Regions from separate parts of the Oryctolagus cuniculus genome. Here region 2 is linked to region 1. Evidence: chromatin contacts called from public Micro-C data. All regions are on one chromosome and are shown on one strand. The core of a region is the stretch at or near the end of the contact, and the rest is flanking DNA. Distances in the headings are between cores, read along the strand shown. Region 1 holds the start of RILPL1 (Rab interacting lysosomal protein like 1). Region 2 holds the start of CDK2AP1 (cyclin dependent kinase 2 associated protein 1).

What was found. A called contact is a pair of places that touch in the nucleus more often than the background predicts.
Region 2: a contact with region 1 is called in a Micro-C map of ear pinna, with 2.3 times the contacts expected there. The contact joins the promoter of CDK2AP1 here to the promoter of RILPL1 in region 1. A contact is called at or near these places in 2 of 6 Hi-C or Micro-C datasets (ear pinna and an unstated tissue).

The regions. Positions count from the first base shown.
Region 1 is chr21:5,859,184-5,864,509 of mOryCun1.1, forward strand. RILPL1 (Rab interacting lysosomal protein like 1) reads left to right here and starts at 2,412. Exons shown (of 8, transcript XR_011385252.1): 1 at 2,412-2,933.
Region 2 is chr21:6,057,308-6,062,139 of mOryCun1.1, forward strand. CDK2AP1 (cyclin dependent kinase 2 associated protein 1) reads left to right here and starts at 1,630. Exons shown (of 4, transcript XM_051841397.2): 1 at 1,630-1,837. The coding sequence starts at 1,744.

The DNA.
Region 1 (5,326 bases), core at 1,162-3,661:
GGAGTTTGTCACAGTCACTACAGAAAACCGCAGAACTCCCACACCCCCCAGTCCTTGCAACAGGGCGGCCACTTCCTTTCCGTGGCTGTGAGCATGGAGGGCTGCTCCGGAACAGGGAGCAGGAGCTGCGGCTTGGACCGGAAGCCGACTGCTCAGGTGTGAGCCTGGGTTTCCCTGCTGGCTGCCCGGGCAGATTCAACCTCTCGGCCTCGCTTGCCTCGTCTGCGCCGTAGGGACAATAATACTTCCCTCCCAGGTGTCAGAAGGCAGCAGTGCTTAACCCTGTTAGTCTCAGGACCCCTTCACCTTTTATTTTTTCCATCTTCTTGAAAGGGGCAGTGACCCCGAGAGGTCCTTCATCCACTGGTTCACTCCCCGGATGCCCACCACGGCCAGGGCTGCGCCAGGCTGAAACCAGGAACTCCTCGGGGTCTCCCATGTGGGTGGCAGAGACCCACGCACTTGGGCCATCGTCTGCTGCCTCCCAGGATGCATTAGGAGGAAGCTGGGCAGGAAGCAGAGCCGCCCAGACTCCACTAGGCACCTGGATGTGGGAGGTGGGCACCCCAAGCAGCGGCTTAGCCGGCTGTGCCACAGTGCCTGGCCCCTCTACAGGCTTCAGTGACTGAAGCCAGCACACAGCCTCTGCTGGGTATGCTCTGTCTAGGGATGTCAACCGTAATTCAAAATGCAAACATGTTTTTGAGACTTATGATTTAAAAAGGGTAGAAATATTACATGTTAAATATTTTTTAAAGATTAATTTGTTGGGGCAGGCGCTGTGGCGCAGTAGGTTAATCTGCCTGTGGCGCTGACATACCATATGGGCGCCAGATCGAGTCCTGGCTGCTCGTCCTCCAGTCCAGCTCTCTGCTGTGGCCTGGGAAAGCAGTAGAAGATGGCCCAAGTGCTGGGGCCCCTGCACCCACGTGGGAGACCTGGAAGAAGCTCCTGGTTCGGATCGGCCCAGCTCTAGCCATTGTGGCCAATTGGGGAGTGAACCATCGGAAGGAAGACCTTTCTCTTTGTCTGTAACTCTACCTCTCAAACAAATAAATAAAAATTTTAAAAAAGATTTATTTATTTATTTGAAAGGCAGAGTTACAGAGGCAGAGAGAGACAGAGAGGCCATAGCAGAGGGCTGGATCAGAAGTGGGGCAGCCGGGATTCAAACTGGCGTCCATATGGGATGCCAGCACTGCAGGTGGGGGCTTTACCCATTACTCCACAGCGCCAACCCCGCATGTTAAATATTTTTTAAATAAAAATTAACTATGCTTGGGGCTGGCATCTATGAAGACAGCGAAAAGGGGGCAACCTCTCAGAGGCCCCCCTGGGCACGGCGACCCTTTTCACAGAGCCCAGGGAGTCAGATTAGGAAGCAGTATCTGTAAAGATCTTGGAATGGGACTCGCACTATGTATTTTGTAGCTAAATGTGAAGCAAATACTCCGTGCATCCTAAACTTTTTTTTTTTTTAATATATTAATCAGTGGGTACCAGGTCGGGGTGAGACTTCTGCCTTGGGGAGCTCACAGTCAGACCGGGGAGGCCTCTTGTGTAACCAGAGCTGCCCAGTGGCGGCCAGGGGTGGGTGGTGGGCGGCTGCAGACTGCGGGAATGCAGGGGAGAGGGTCCCGGGCCCGTGGCCTGGGTTGTGGTTCAAAACAGGTTCTCCTGGGGGTGGCAGGGGGGTCTCAGGGACGTGCGGATTGAGCCAGGTCCAAAGGACAGGGGGCTGAGACACGAAGACTCGCGGGGCCGAGGTCCCGGGCCGGCCTCGCCCTGGCTGTGAAGTGGCGTTCACGGCACCGGGAGCCGCGCTCGGACGCCGGACCCCTCCCCGCGCCTGCCCCTCTCCCAGCGCGGGAGCCGGAGCGCAGGGCCTGGCGCCGCCCTGTTCGCCCGGTGCCCGAGCCGCAGCGGAGGGGCTGGGGCCGGGGTCCCTGCCTTCACGCCAGAAGCCCCACCCTGTTCTTGAGGTGGGGGCCGCCCCCTCCTCTGCCCGGCCTCGACCCTCCCCGGCAGCGGGTGGCGGAGGAGGAGCCGGGAGCGGGAGGCGGGCGGGGAGCGGTGCCCCGAGGCGGCAGCCGAGCAGGCGGTGGGTGCGCGCGGCCGCGGGGACCCCAGGGCGCCACCGGGCGGCGGAAAGCGGGCGCGCCCCTCGCCAGCCCGGGATCGGGGCGGGGCGCGCGGCATCCCCGCGGGGGGAGCCGGTCCGCCGGCCTCGTCGCCGCCGCCAAAGTTTCCCGGAGGAGCCAGGGGCCGCCCTTCCTCCCGGGCCTGGCCGCGCGGACGCCCCCCGGGCGCGAGCCGTTTCCGTGGGCAGCGGGGCCCCTCGCCGGCGCGCCCGGCGCCTCCATTGCGCCCAACTCGGATTCCCAACTTGGGAGGCGCCGCGGGCCTGCGCACGCGCGCGCCTTCCTCACCTCCCCTCCTCCTCCTCCTCTTCCCCCGCCCCCACCGGGGAGCAGGCTCGGGGCCGAGCCGGGCGCCCTGAGCCGCCGCCCGCCCGGCGCGCCCTCGCCCGCGGGCCCCCTGAGCACGGGGCGGCGGCGCCGGGGCGGCCGGGCCGGCTGCCCGCGACGCCAAGTTTGGGAGTTGCACTAGTTGGCGGGGCGGCCATGGAGCTGGAGCGGGGGTCGGAGCCGGCGGCCGAGTCGGCGCTGGAGAAGAACGTGGCCGAGCTGACCGTCATGGATGTGTACGACATCGCGTCGCTCGTGGGCCACGAGTTCGAGCGGGTCGTCGACCAGCACGGCTGCGAGGCCATCGCGCGCCTCATGCCCAAGGTCGTGCGCGTCCTGGAGATCCTGGAGGTGCTGGTCAGCCGCCACCACGTCGCGCCCGAGCTGGACGAACTGCGCCTGGAGCTGGACCGGCTGCGCGTGGAGCGCATGGACCGCATCGAGAAGGAACGCAAGCATCAGAAGGTGGGCGGCGGCTCGCTCCGGCCCCTCGGGGCGGCGGGGCCGCGGGGCTCTGCGAGTCTGAGCGGACGGGAGGAGAGCGCCCGAGCAGGGAGGGAGGCCCCGGCCCGGTTCTGCCTGGCAGGTGCCATCAGACACCTTTGCCGTTTCATAGCTGGGTGACCTTGGGTAAGTTACCTGACCTCTCTGGGGTTTGCGGCCTCACCTGGCAGCGGTGGGCACCTTTCGAGAACGGTGGGGTGAGGCCGGTAAAGTGCCCAGGTGCTGTTTTCCTGGAAGGAAGGGAGCCCCGGCTCTTCAGTGTCCCCCGTGGCACCAGGCTCCTTTCTGGTCCCCAGGGAAGGGGCTGGGACCTGCGGCCAGTCTCCAGGTCCCTGCTGCAGCCGTTCCGGGGCTTCCTTCATTTGCCCGCCTGTGCCCTGGGGGGCTGGCCGGCCTGGATTCCTTTCTTTGCCCCTCAGGACCCTGTGAGGGAGGAGTTACCTTCATCTCACAGAGGGTGGGAGTGGAGTCGGTGGAGATGGCTCCCCGCCTGCTTGAACCCCAGCGAGAGGGGCTTGGAGGCGGCTGCCCGTGCCACCACAGAGGGAGTTTGTCTGAATCACGGCTTCCCACTGGGCCGCGCGTCCAGACGGGGAGTCTGGGGAAAAGGAAGTGGGAGATATGTGGTTTCCGGCCCCGACCTCAGCCCGGGAAGTCCTGGCAGGCCCTGCAGGCTGAGACTGGGAGGAAACAGCTTTCCTGGGGGGCTCAGGGTGCCTGGCCCGCTCTGGCTTGCCCTGCGGCCTCAGGAAACACAGCTGGCCTCCCCGAGCCTCCCTGGCTGGCCACCACCTGTTGTGTGTTTCGGGGAGAGCTGGCAGAGCTGGGGCTGCAGCCTGCGCCCGAGGGCAGGTCCTGGGTGGCCGAGAGCGCGGTTGCCAGGTTGGACTGCCTGTCCTCACAGGTCCCTGGCCCTGAGGTTCCATGTCCAAGGTCACACTCGGAGCCTGAGCCTGCCTCGCTCCTCTGCTCAAGTTTCGGGATTGCAAGGAGCCACGCAGGCTTTGGTTTCGAGACCCCGCCCCCCCCCCCAGGTCTGCCTCAGTTTCCTCGGCTGTGAAGTGGGAGAACAGTCGTTACCTGCTAGGGACAGTCGTTACCTGCTAGGGTGTGTGAGGATCCATGGAGGTGGGAGAAGCCCAGTGCCCAGGGCGGAGCCTGCCGGGCGCGAGGCTTCGCAAGTGGTCCCCCTATTTTTAGGCCTGGGCGGACTTGCCGCTGGACACTGGGGCTGACAGTGGGGCTCCTCCCCGGAGGCCCCCATCCCTTCCAGAGGGCCAGAGTGGGAAGGGGCCTTTGGAAACCTGTGTGTGCGGCTGCCTGTCACTGACCGGGACTTCAGGGCTCAGCCCCTGTCACACGGAGGCCCTGGCCCCCGTGTCCCCAGCCCTGGTCCTTTGGTGCTGCCGCGGCTGGCAGACACCCTCGGGAGCTGCTGGCGGTCGCCAGGCCTGAACAACTGCACTTGTTGCTTCTGGAGCACGCTCAGCCAGGACGGAACCAGCAGCCCGTCCAGAGCCTGGCTGGCTGTGAGCAGGGAGGACCAGCTCATGAATCAGAGGACAAAATCCTTTTCGCAGGCCCCTTCCTTCCGTCCTGGGGACCTGCAGAAACTCCCGAGGTCCTTTTCTGTAGCCTTGAGTGCTGTTTCCATGAAAAGTTTTCCAGGTCTGCCTGGCCGCCCGAGTGTGGCTCCAGCGAGACGCGCCCGCCTCCCCCGCACACGCCGGCGCTTGGTCAGTGCTGCGCATCCGTCGGTCTCAGACGCTCAGTCTGCAACCTCACCCACAGGCCTGGCCTGCAGGGCACCCTCCTCGGTGCCATGGGCAAGCAGAGAAAAGCCAAGCGGTGGGGGCAGGGGCCCCCATGCAGGGCAGCAGTGGGGTCAGAAGGAGGCGTGGAAGCGCACAGTCTTTGCAGACCAGTGGCTGTGCACGGGCGTGTTTAGTGAGCTCCGTGGGCACTGGAGTGGTCTTGACCCTCGTGGGCAAGGCCTTTTTGGGCAGGGTCATCAGACAGAAGTGTGATGTGGCTCCCCGGTCAGTGGGACAGGCGAGGGGAATTTTCACACATCCTACCCGAGGTATTTTCTGGGTGTCAGCCCTGTAAGTAATTATGAATGAGGTCTTCTGCATTCACTTTTTTCTACTCCATCTCTGAACCTGGTGTGTATTTAACCCTTGTTGCACGGGTCATTTCCGCCAGACGTGGTCCAGGCGCTTAACGCCATGGGTGTCATTAGAGCGTGAGGAGAGAGATTTAAAACCAACATCAGCTCATGGGAAATGGCATGAGAAAAATACGACAGTGCCTCAGAAAATCTGAGAATGGAATTGACAGATAAACTTACTTTG
Region 2 (4,832 bases), core at 380-2,879, 200 kb after region 1:
TTCTCTGGAGTGATGAAAAATGTCCAACTTAGTGGTGATTGTTGTATAACAATATACTAAAAGCAACTTACATGTGAATTACGGGCCAGGGTTGTAGCACAAGTTTAATCCAGCATCCCATGTGGGCACTGCTTCAAGCCCTGGCTGCCCCAGTTCCGATCCAGCTCCCTGCTAGTGCGCCTGGGAAAGCAGCGGAGGATGGCTGAGTGCTTGGGTCCGTGCACACCACGTGGCTCCTGGCTTCAGCCTGGCCCAGCCCTGTCTGTGGTGGCCATCTGGGGAGTGGACCAGCAGACTGAAGACCTCTGTCTCTCCCTGCCTCTCTGTATTAACTGCCTTTCAAAAATTATTTTTGAAAAATTTGATTTATGTATTGAATTACATCTCAATTAAAAATAAAGTAACAAATGTTAATTTATCTCAGTTTAAAAAAAATTCACTGGTACTGAAAAAGAAAGGGCAAAAATATTTTTCAGTGATGTGATGACCAGGACATCAAGGGAGGGCTGGGATTGTGGTAAAAATGTAACCACCTAGAAATAGAAACACTCAGAACCTTCCTGGAGGGGAGGTCTGCACTCTAACCACCCTGCCAGCGCAGCTCCTGGGGACCCCGAGCCCACCTGCTGCCTCACTGCTGGCCCTGTGTGTCTTGGTACTCAGGAGCCCTGATGCGGCCAAGCCCAAGGGAGACAAGACACCGGCTTCCACAGACTTGCTACCATAAGGGCTGCTCATTTCACTCTGGGGTGGGCAGTGTGGTGCAGCGGGTCACCCTCCACTGGGATGCCGGCACTGATGCTGGTTCAAGTCCTGGCTCCTCTGCTGTGGATCCAGCTCGCTTCTAACGCGCCCCTGGAAGCCTGCAGTGGTGCCTGGGTTGCTGGGCCCCTGCCGCCCACGGTGGGGACCAAGATGGTGTTTCTGGCTCCTGGCTTTGGCCTGGCTCAGCTCTGGCTTTCAAATAAATCAATAATAAATCTGCCTTTCAAATAAATCAGTCTGTACAAAACCAAATCAAGCTCTGTTTTGTTCCTTATATATTGAGCTCACCCTTTTGGACTTAGGGTGATAAATAAAAGAGTTACAATGAATTTCACCAGTTCCTTTCTCCCTCCTGAGTGGTGGCTGGTGGAGCCCTGAGCAGGACTTCCCGGCTCCCACTGTCTCCACCGGAGCAGGGGAGGCGATGGGCATGAATTTATTAATTGAGCTTGGTCCGCACCCTCCGGAGCCAGGCTAAGGCTCAGCCCAGGGGTGCTGGCCAAACCCCGGGAGTTCCGTGTTCCCTGCGCCCTTAGGCCCAGGTGAGGGTCGCCTCTAGGGTGGGGAGGGTGAGGTCTTTGCCAGCTGACCCAGAGGGGAGGGTCTGACGATGAAAAAAACCAGGAGATGGCAGGCACCTCGCAGGGTTTAAGGCGTCTATGGCTTGGGCGGTGCTCACCCAAATAGTATCGCACGCGGGGTCCAAGGAGGGTCACAAAAATGCCGGTTACACCCCAGGGGGCAGCAACTTGGCCAAGTTCCTTCCTTGGTGCACCGCACCTGGACGGGCCTGGGCCCCAGCAGGCGCCCCCCCACACACACACCTGAGTGAGCTAAGGACGCAGAACCCGGGCCTGTGTGTGTGTGTGTGTGTGTGTGTGTGTGTGCGCGCGCGCGCCTGGGTGCGCTTTTGCCTGGGGGAGGCGTCCCGGCTCCTGTCCGGCCCGCAAAGGGTTAAAAGCCACTGGACACACAGACATGACATTTATTCGAAATCAACGTGCAGAGCCGGCCGCGCGACCCCGGGGCACAGCCAGCCGAAGCGCGCCAGGCTCGCCACCATTTTCTCCAGGTAATTTTCCATCCCTGCCCCCACCGCCCAGAGGGGAGAAAGCCCACTCAGAGTGACCTCCGGAATCCCACCCGGGAAACCGGGGTGGGGGGTGGGTGGGCCGGGGCGGAGAAGCAGCCGCCGCCGCCCGGGAGGCCGCCTGCGGGCGCGGGGGGCGCGCGGGCGCCGAGGCCACGCCGGGACCCCAGCCCCCCAAACTTTGGCAAGTTCGGGCGCGAGCGCTCCCGGCGGCGCGGGGCGCGGGGCGCGGCCGGGGCGGAGCCGCCCCCTGACGCCGGGCCGCCCCTCCCGGCCCCGGCCGGCGCCGCTGGCTCGGCTCAAAGTTTGCGGCCGCCCCTGCGCCCGCCGATGCACGGGTGATCGGCTGCGGCGGTGTCAGGGTGAGGGACGGCCATATTTGCCGGTGCGGCCCGCGCCGTCAGCAACAAAAAGTGCGCGGGCGCTCGGCCGGCGCTCGGACGGGCGCGGGGCCGCCGGGGCCGCCGCGCCGCCGCCCGGCCTCGCCGCCGCCGCCCTCGCGGCCTGGCCCGGCTGCGCCCGGCGCGCCCGCCGCCCGGGGGGATGTCTTACAAACCGAACTTGGCCGCGCACATGCCCGCCGCCGCCCTCAACGCCGGTGAGTGAGCGCCCCGGCCGCGCGCGCCGCGCCCCAAGTGCCGCCAAGTTGGGGGCCCGCGCGCCCGGCCCCGGCCCGGGGATCCCGGGGGGCGCGCGCGCGGCGGCGGCGGGGGGCGGCGGGGGGCGGGCAGCCGGTCCCGGCCGGGGCAGCGCGGCGGCAGCCGGCGCCGCCATGATTCCGGCGCCCGCCGCCAAAGTTCGCGGGTGCGCCCCTCGCCGCGGCGGGCCTCGGGGGCCGGGGCCGCGGGGGTGCCCCCCACGCCGGCGGCCGCGGATCGCGGGGAGCGCGGCGAGCGAGGGCGAGGGCGAGGGCGGGGGAGGCTTTTTCTCGGCTCCTTTTTCCTCCGCTCTTGGGCGGCTCGGCGAGGGCCCCTGCCGGCGGGAGTCGGGAGCGGCCGGGCCGCGCCGGGAGCGGGGCGCGGGGCGCGGGGCGCGGGGCGCGGGGCGCGGGGCCGGGTGGCTCCGGGGAGCGCGGAGCAGGCCCCGGCTGGGGGGCGCCCTGCACTGGGGCCACCCGGTGCGGCGACAGGCCCCGCGTGGGCAGGGTGCGGGAGGCGCGTGCCCGGCTGCAGCCGGCCCTGGGGGCGCGGGGCGGCCGGCGCGGGACGGGGTCGCCAGCGGGCGGGAGACTTGTAGGCAGGGGGGCCCCTGCCAGGCTCGTGGGAGCGGGGCTGCTCCTCCGGGCTCTAGGATGTCTCCTCGGGCGTGCGCGCAGAGACAGAAGTTGTGGAAGGGTGCGGGATCCTGGGGGTCTGCGGGAGGAGGGAGAGGGCGGCTCGCCGGGACCCCACTCTGGGAGCTCAGGGTCTGGGTGCCGGAGGCCCCCTGCCGCGGGCTCCCGCCGCCTTGCCGGCCTGGCGCTGGACGCCGGGCAACTCCTACAGAAGTTACCAGGCAGCTCCAGGCTCTGCCCAGGGGCCTGCCCCGGGGACCCGGAGCCGGGGGAGGGGGCGCACAGTCGTGGCGTCGCAGGTGACGGGCTTTGTGCCCTGCCCAGGGCTCCTCTTCTTCGGAGTCTCGGATGGAAACAGACGCGCCCCCTCCTCCTTCAAAAAAACGAGGCGCATTGGGGGAGAAGGGGCCAAGGCGTTGAGGGGGGGAGGGGCCGGCTCTGCAGGTCAGCGACGCCACGCTGGCCGCTGGCCTCCTGAACTCCAGAATCCCAGGAGGGACCCAGACAGGAGAGATCTGGGAGGGAGAACTTCTTGGGCACCGATTTGGGGGTTGGAAAGGGTTAAGATTAGGGGTGCAGAGAGAGAATAGAGTTGCTCAAATGGGCCCCAGCCCCGCTGGCCAGGGGTCCTGGGGTCCATGCCTGACAAAGGCTGGCTTTGTTGCCAGGTGGGATTTTTCCAAGCCCACCTCCTGTGCCACTGGGGTGGGGAAGGTAGGGGGCCGCCTGCCAGTCAGGAGCCAGCAGGGTCCTGGGCTTGCGCTGGAAGGGGGTGGCCGGGGCCCTAAAACTGGGGCCTTTGGGGCTTGGGGTCACAGGGAGGGAGGGAGACCCCCGGGACCCTGCAGCCCTGTTCTGGGGTGGCTGGCACCTTGCGCAGGTCTCCTCTTTTTTTGGCGAATTCCCGGCAGGACTGCTGAGGTCCCCAAGTCCCGGCTGCTCAGGTGGGGGCCGCCCCTCCCCGTGGACCCCTTTGCGGGAAGCCTGGCTCTCTCCCCTGCCATTTGCATCCAAGATGGACTCTCGCCGCTCCTCGGGCTTCCTTGTCGTCATCCCTCACGCCCTCCAGTCCTGCCTCCTGCGCGCGGGTTGCCAAGCTGCGGCCTGGCCGGTGGTGGCAGTGGCGGAGTTAGACAAAGCCCCCGCCTCCCCGCCCCGGAGCCCCCCAAGCGCCCCAAGTGGCGGGAAGGCCGCTCTTTGTCTGGCGTGGGGGTGGGGAGCCGGGCGGCCCCAGGAGCTTCCTGGCCTCTGCCAACCCCTCCCGGCGCCCTGCACACTGTGCGCATTGTCTGAGATGCTCCGAGCCGACCGCTGACGTGGAGCCTGGCGCTCCGCGGCCTCCTCGGCTGTCCCCGGGTCAGCAGGAAGGAGTGGGCACGAGTGGAGCTCGGGGCCCTCTGCCAGCTCTCTGCAGGGCCACCCCCCGCCCCCCAGGCTGGCGCAGGGACTGGCCTTGGTGTGCAAGTGGCGGTCACCTCCCACATTCTCAGCCCTGGCCCTACTCCCCCCAGCCAGGATGGGGTGATTTCTTATTCACCCCCCTCCATAGCCCCCCCAAACTGGACCCCAGTGCCACCCACCAGTGGGGTCCCAGGGCCCGAAGACCTCCCACTGGGACCAGTGCCTCCAACAGCTGGGGAAGTGGGGCCCAGAGGGGGCAGCGCCTTGTCTGCCGTCACAGCCTCTGGGTCAGGAGGGGAGAGT